Linked DNA regions of Oryza sativa: region 2 is linked to region 1. A link is a contact called in public HiCAR-type data. All regions are on one chromosome and are shown on one strand. The core of a region is the stretch at or near the end of the contact, and the rest is flanking DNA. Distances in the headings are between cores, read along the strand shown.

Region 1 (3,921 bases), core at 911-3,410:
AAACAAATGTATCATCAAAATACATTAAATATTGCTAAATTTAATCTTCCCCGGCTAGAAATAGCTATGGCGAATCTAGGCATTGACAAAAGTGCAAGTTCTATATTGACTAGTCCTTCAATCTTGGCAGGGTGGTCGTGCAAGTTCTACATTGACTAGTCTTTCAATTTTGGCAGTGGCCGTCTACTAGAAGCCGTCTCCTAGAGATATGCTTGCTTCTTCTATTTCTCTTTCCATCTTGTAAGAAGCCCACCTCCGGATGGATACGCCCGGCAGGCTCCTTCCATGAGTGCGCAGCCTGGCCCATCAACTATAGACCACCTATATTATATTGGGCTTGCTTCACCACAGGCTCATTCGGAGCCACAACTTTAGATCCTGAGCCTATACAACCTAAAAGACTAATCTTATGAGTGAGGATTGGCGTTTCTTCCGCGTTTAGCTACCGATGTCGATTTTAGGTTAGGTTTTTTAACACCATCTTCTCTTTCCATCTTGCAAGAAGCCCACCCCTGGATGGATGCCGGGGGGACTCGGCTTGCTGCTGGCCTCCCTCGTTCCTGCGTGATCCATGTTTTGTGTTTTTGCCGTTAAGTATCTCTCCATACCCATGTTCTATCATGTTTGCTCTCTTCTAATATGTCGATGCGTAAGGCTTTTGTGTGTTTACAAAATAATTAGTTGCATATATTATGTAGTTATGTAGATATTTTACTTATTTTTATTGTAATGCAAGGTTGTATTTTTTGCATTTTTTTAATATACTAGTAAAAGTGCCCGTGCGTTGCAACGGGAAGAAAAAACGAGAAAATTGAATTAAAACATATTAAATTCTAATTAATTGCAATACATTTTTTTGGAATATTTGGGTATTTTTTATGTGGGTATGTATATAATTAAATTAATTTATAAGTAAACTAAGTGTGAAAAATAAAATAATATTGTTGGATTTAATTTTTATTAAATTCTCCATATTAATTACACTCTTTGAAATTTTATTGGAATTAAAAGGGCTTAATTGCTAATTTTGATAATACAAACATCATTTAAGTATTTATTTAAATAAAAATCATTCTTTCTCCATGGGCCATTTTCAGCCCATTTTCTTTTTCAATCCACAACCGAGCCGGCCAACTTTTCTCAAGCCGCAAGGGACTAAAGTCTAACTAACATCCCCATACTCCTCTCAGTTCCACGTTTGTGATGGACTGCTGGCCCACATGTGGCCAAGTGTCATGGTCCGGTGATGGAGGCTAGCCCGACACTCGATCGATCTGAGCCGTTTGTTTCAATGGACGGCTCATATCGGTTCCAAATTAATCAAAACCCTGATACAACCCTAACCCTAAATCATTCTCCCCCCACCCCCACCCTATCGCCGGCCGCCTCCTCCTACCTGACGCCACCTCCCCCTCCCCCCGCCCGACGCGGCCTCTTCCCCTCCCCTCACCCCTCCGGCGGTGTTGCTTCCCCTCCACTCTCCCTCCGGTGCCCCTCCGGCGGCGCCGCTTCCCCTTTCCTCTCCCCCCGTCTCACCTACATGGTGCGGTGACGACTGTCCCTCGCCCTCTCCCTCACCCCGTCGGCCTCGACGGCCGTCCCTCCCTGTCGGCCTCTTTGTTTCTATCGGCGACGGCACCCTCTCCACCCTCAAGATCCAGCGGCGTTGACGGCAACGACGCCGGCGGCTTCCTGCGGCGGATCCAACGGCGACGTAGACATCGCCGATCCGGCTTCACCGACGGCGCCGGCAGCTTCCCGTGGATGGATTCGATTTTATTTTTTACCGCGTCACATGTAATCAGATTCGATTTTATTTCTCCCGATTTTTTTCACCTTTTTTTCACGGACGGATGACGGAAACCTTTCTAATTTTCTAAGTAGGAGAGATAGAGATAGAGATAAATTTTATTATCAACCCTGTCTAAAGGAACACGACGATGCAAAACAAGAGTATGAAAAGGTATAGCAAATGTTGTACTGGACTCCGATTTTATCCCCATAAATTTTTCCATATACGTTACGTTTTTTGTATCAATTTTATCCCTTTGTCCTCGGAATCAAAATCCTTATAGTTTACGCGCAGAATGTTCTAGACTCTTCCACTGAGGAATCTGAAAATTCTGAAAATCCCAGATACCCAGTATCCCACATTCCCCATCGCTCTCGAAGCACGTCAGCGATGGCGCCGCCGACGAGACAGCCGCGATCTGGTGGACGGAGGAAGCGACGGATGGCGGCCGCCGGCGATGGCGGTGGCGGCGTCGCGGCCCTGATGCCGGAGGACATGGTGCGCGAGGTGTTGCTGCGCCTCCCGGCCAAGGCGGCCGCCCGCTTCCGCGCCGTGTGCCGGCCGTGGCGCGCCACGCTCTCGGACCCGCGCTTCGTCGCCGCGCACGCCGCGCGCCGGGGCGCCCTGCTCGTCGCCACCGGCGCCCCGTGCCGTACCAGCCGCGGGTCGGGCGGCCACGTCGACCTCGTGGGCCTCGCCGGCGACGTCGTGCGGCGGACGCGCGCGGAGGAGGGCGTCCTGGAGCTGTCCACGTGCGGCGATCTGGCCTGCGTCGTCGGGACGGACAGGAGGGCGCGCGTCCTCCACCCGGTCACCGGCGCCGGCGCCGACGACCCGCTGCCGCACGACCTCGCCGAGGAGAACAAGCCATGGGCGGGGTGGCGGCTCGAGGAGAGGTTCCACGCGTTCACCCACGCGTTCGGCCGCGCCTCCTCGACTGGCGAGTACAAGGTGCTCCGCGTGGCGAGCCTCTCCCCCGACCTGCGCGTCGAGCAGCTCGTCGAGGTCCTCGCCCTCGACCGCGCCGGCCGCGCCCACGCCGGTGCGAGGTGGAGAGGCATGCCGAGGCCGCCGTTCCACCTCGCCGGCGCCAGCAACGCCGGCATGGCCGTCGTCGCCGGCGTCGTGCACTTCTTGGCAGTTGACATACCCCTCCCCTTCCTCCCCTTCGAGCACGACGACGACGACATCCACCACGGCGCCATTGCTCGCTTCGACCTCGACACCGAGCAATGGAGGCCGCTTCTCCGTGGACCACTCAACATCCATCAGATCCAACAAGACAACGATCTGTCGCCGCCATTGCTGACCTTGACCGAGCTGAAAGGCTTCTTGGTTACAGTTCATCGCGATCGATCTCATCAATCATCATCAATGGATCTTTGGTTTCTGATCGACTCTGAAGAAGAAACCTGGGTCAAAGAATACAAAATTCAGATCCACCTTCGCCCTCGAGAATTCTACGCGCATCCATTGTTGGTGTTGGATGAGAGGATGATCGTGTTCTGCGTGCGACCCAAGGGGAGGGTGATGGTGTATGATCTGGAGATAGGGAAATGCAAGGATTTGGGTGATGGTGATTGTGTTGAGGTTGGTGTGTACAAGGGATGTTTGTTGAGTTCAGGTAGTGTTGTTGTTGACAATGACAAGTAGCACCATCTCATCAGAAGATAAATAATATCACTTTTAATCTTGTAATCCTTGCTTTTGCTATCATTTTTTTTACTTATATTTGCTTCCAATTTGTTTTGTGAACTTATCTGTTGGAGTACAAGTGAGAACTGTAAGTCTTTCCTCACCAATTTTCTTGTGAACGCTGTTTCCTCACCAATTTAAGCTTATTGGGTTAAATTGTTTAGTACATGTAACATAATATGGTATCAGAACCAAAGGTTTTGAATTCGAATCTGGCTGGCTACTTGGCTTACAATCTATCTATAAGCCACATGGTGGTGTTTAAATCTTCTAAAGATGAAGATGAAGGTTAAGTGTTTCACGTAAAACGAGGTGGTAATAATGTGTGTTAATTAAGTTTTAATTATTACAAACTTGAAAAATAGATTAATCTGATTATTTAGAACAACTTTCATATAGAAAGTTTCGTACGAAATGTACCGTTTAGCAATTTG
Region 2 (3,921 bases), core at 569-3,068, 210 kb before region 1:
CGATCCTGCCGCTCGCCGTCGCCGAGTGCCTCCTGCATCTCCCTTGCGTTGCGCGCGAACACCTTCCCCTCCTCCTCCGCCATCACCCGCCGCACCGCCGCCGCGACGTCCTCGCCGCGGAACGAGCCGTCGCCGTCGTCGTCCCTCGCCACCTCCACGCCGAGCCCCCTGTCCGCCATGGCCCTCGCGATGAGCCCCTGGTCGGCGATGAACGGCAGCATCACCAGCGGGAGGCCGCCGAACCGGAGGCTCTCCACGGTGGAGCCCCAGCCGCAGTGCGTCAGGAACGCGCCGACGGCGGCGTGCGCCAGGACGCGCACCTGCGGCACCCACCCCGCCTCCACCACGCTGCGACCCGCGACGCGCGCCTTGTACCCCTCCGGCAGCCGCTCGCCGGCGTCGCGCAGCGCCCAGAGGAACCGCGCGCCCGCGAGCTCCAGCCCCAGCGCGAGCTCGCGGACGTTGTCCGCCGTCACCGGCGCCTCCGTCCCGAGCGCCACGTAGACGACCGACCTCGCCGGCTGCTCGTCGAGCCACCGCATCAGGTCCGGGCGGTGGCCGTCGTCGTCGTCGCCGGCGGCGTCGGGCGGCAGCAGGAGGCCGGCGGGCACGACGGGCTTGTGGTAGAGCTCGTCGAGGAGGCCGCAGAGCTGGGCGCCCTCGACGTCGGGGCAGCTGCGGTAGACGATGAGGTGGCACCGCTGATGCAGCTGCCACATCCGGTCGATGTCGGAGACGCCGGAGGCGTTGGGCCGGTAGGCGGCGGCGGCGACCCACGCGGCCTCGTGGCGGCGGAAGGCGATGGTGGAGGGGAACGTGATCCACGGCGGCGGCGACATGAAGTCCTCCGGCTCGGTGCGCGGGTGCGCGTCGTGCGCCGCCTTCGGGCCGAGGAACGCGAGCGCCGCCGCCGAGTAGATGGAGAAGAAGGCGCACGGCACCCGGTGCTCGTCGGCGATGGGCGGGAGCCAGCCGTGGGCGAAGTCGACGACGACCCAGTCGGGCCTCCTGCTGAAAGGATCTGGTCGTCCTTCCCGGTCTCCGGCGGCGCAGGCGTCGGCGAGGAATGCGGCGAAGGGCGCGGCGAGGCCGTCGAACGCCTTCTTGAGAAGCTCCACCTTCTCCGGCGGGACATCGGCCGTCGACTCCGCGCCCTCCGGCAGGCCATCGAGCACCGGAAGCGGGAGCGAGACGACGCGGACGTAGGCGGCGAGCTCCGGCGGGAGCGCGGCGAGGCGGGAGGCGTTCCGCGGCGTGGCGAGGAAGGTGACGGCGGCGTGGCCACGCGCCGCCAGGCGCTTGGCGAGCTGGAGGAACGGGATGAGGTGGCCGAACGCCAGCCACGGGAACATCACCAGGTGGAGAGGAGGTGGAGGTGCTGATGCATCGACGTCGACGTCGACGTCGACGTCGCCGGCGCCGGCGCCGGCGACGCCATTGATCGCCATCTTTGGCTATCCGTGTAGATGCTGATGTGATGCGTGCTATCGTTCTCGGTCAATGAATTTGTATATGTCTTCTTCCTCTTTCTTTTTTGAAAACAATGTGTCAGACGTTTGTACATCAACTGACACCGCTGTAATATTGTATTGTATTGGATCTAACTTCTCTGTCTCATATTAAATTCATTTTTACACCCCTTCAATTTATTCCAAAATAATTTTTTTTAAATTAATCATTGCATCGTACTACTCTGTCAAAAAAAAAATCACACCTCGGATGGAGGGGTAGTTTGTAAAAATAGAGAATAATGTTATTGAGAGTAGATAGAGTGACCAATAGTTACATTGCGATTTGATAAAGTAGGGATATTCTAATATTTTTGTTTTTATATTAATATGTGTGTGATGAGTGAAAAATAAACTTATTTTGGGACGGAGATAATACTCCGAGAGCCCCTAATTTTTTGAAGTTAAAATGTAACTACATTTGTTATAATTTATTACATCACTATCGTACTAAGTTATCTGAAAGTTTTGAGGAGATTTATGGTCCAAGTTGTATAGCTAGTCTACTAGTTTCCGTTTAAAGTTTTTCCGACTTGTTTAAATATTGCTACATGGGCCAATTTTGTCACTAACGCATTAGGCAAGCCGAAATTATTAGCCCGTTACACATTCGTGTGGGCCAAAGTTTAGCCCGCTAACGCCTACCCATGTGTCAAACAAAATTCCAAATTTTTGGCCATTCAAGGTCTTCGCTATTTTTAGATAATAGAATAGAATCCCGACCTTTACTGACAGACAGAGGTATAGCCAATTATTACAAAACATGATCCAAATACAATCACACCTTAAATAAACAAGTCATAAAGAACACATCCAAACTGACAGAGGCACCTACCACTACTAACACCAATAGAAACATAAAACACAAATTTATTGAATTCTATTTGTGAAACTCTAGCTAAAATTGACGAAAAGTTGTATAACTGTTGACTCCAATGTCTTTGCGATGTCTATAGTCAACCAGTTTAATCAAATTAGCACTTTGGGTGGGAAAATTTAGGCCTGTTTATCATTTCTCCTCGGCCAAATGGGCCGCCTGGCCTGGCACGTCCTATGCACGACCGGGCCTGGGCCGAAGCTAGTTCGGCCGGCATGGCCCGACCAACACACCGGGCCGGGCTATGCCTGCCCACGGGTTGCATCCCCGGCCTAGGCCCGACCCATTAAGACTCGGGCCATGCCGGGCGGGCTTGAAGGCACGATAGCCCATCGTGCTTCTCTATTAAATAAGTTTACTATTCCTCCTGCATGTCTTTGGGCTGAGTCTTATATGGCTGGAATAAGTCTATTTTATATACCTATTGTCTTTGGGCTGTACCTCAAATGGCTGAATTAAGTCTATGATGGATCCCTCAACTATTTTTATTTAGTCGTGTCGGGCCGTGCCGGCCCACTATGCTGCGGGAGCAGCCCAGGCATGGCCCGGCGTGCCGTACTTGGGCCGGGCCTAATTGCCGTGCTTTGGGCCAGGTTGTCGAGCCTTGGGCCATATTGCCATCTATACACCCAGGTAAACCGAACGAAATTGTTGAAATTTGGACCGCAGTATGAATTTCGAAAAAAATAGAGAGAAGAGAGAATGGAAAACAAAATTCACTGCGCGTTTGGTTATTTGAGGTACGTATGGTTTGAGTTGAACCCACCAGATGGAAACATTCCTTATAAATCCGGGTTCAAAGCATCCATCAAAATCGAGTGGATTATCTCGACCCACTTTGATGGGCGCACGACGTGTGCCCGCGCCGCGCCGCTACTCGCTCGTCCTCTCGCCCGTCCATCGTTCGCCCGCGTGCCCGCGCGCCAGTCATCGCCGCTCATCCGCCTACCACTGGTCATCTATAGTCGTCCACCTGCTCGCCTGTCGGCTTGCTCACCCGCTCTTCCGGCCATCACCGAGTACTTTTACTGGCCCGCCGCTCACCTGCTCCTTCCGGTCATCGTCAAGCTCCTCCGCCCACCCCGCCTGCTCGTGATCCTGCCCGTCAGCCATCGGTCGCCGCCGCTCCTCTTCTACCTGCTTGCGAGCCCATGCCTCTGCTTATGCTGGCCGCCGACTTTCTCACGCACTCCCCTTTACCTGCTCGCAGATCACTTGCATGCGAATCCACGTTGCTCCTCGTTTTCTCCTGAGCTCGTGTTGCTCGATCCTTCGCTTGCTCGACGTCGGTTTTCTCGTGCACGCTCCTCCGCTTGCTAACCGCCTGCCTATGCTTGAGCATGCGCCGCTCCATTGCTGCCCGCACCCGCGCGCTCTCCTCTGCTTGCTCGATCGCCGCCTACCTGCGCGTTGGCGATCTGAACTTTGATCTCGTTTGTGAGTCAATCTGTGACCCTGCCTGTAATAGGTGATTTGGATTCATGTCTCCCTAGTCCCCACCCGACTCTATATTATCGGTATTGCTAATGTGTCCGT

Evidence for each region. HiCAR-type assays count read pairs that join an accessible place to other places.
Region 2: a HiCAR-type map of leaf shows a contact between it and region 1, with 2.4 times the contacts expected there. The contact joins the promoter of LOC4342668 here to the promoter of LOC107277583 in region 1. A contact is called at or near these places in 1 of 15 Hi-C or Micro-C datasets (leaf) and 1 of 4 datasets of contacts at active chromatin or transcription factors (leaf).

The regions. Positions count from the first base shown.
Region 1 is chr7:5,364,331-5,368,251 of ASM3414082v1, reverse strand. LOC107277583 (F-box protein At3g07870) reads left to right here and starts at 2,160. Exons shown (of 1, transcript XM_015789963.3): 1 at 2,160-3,551. The coding sequence starts at 2,183. The coding sequence ends at 3,445.
Region 2 is chr7:5,571,241-5,575,161 of ASM3414082v1, reverse strand. It overlaps LOC4342668 (UDP-glycosyltransferase 91C1), which reads right to left and starts at 1,818. Exons shown (of 1, transcript XM_015790723.3): 1 at 1-1,818. The coding sequence starts at 1,448.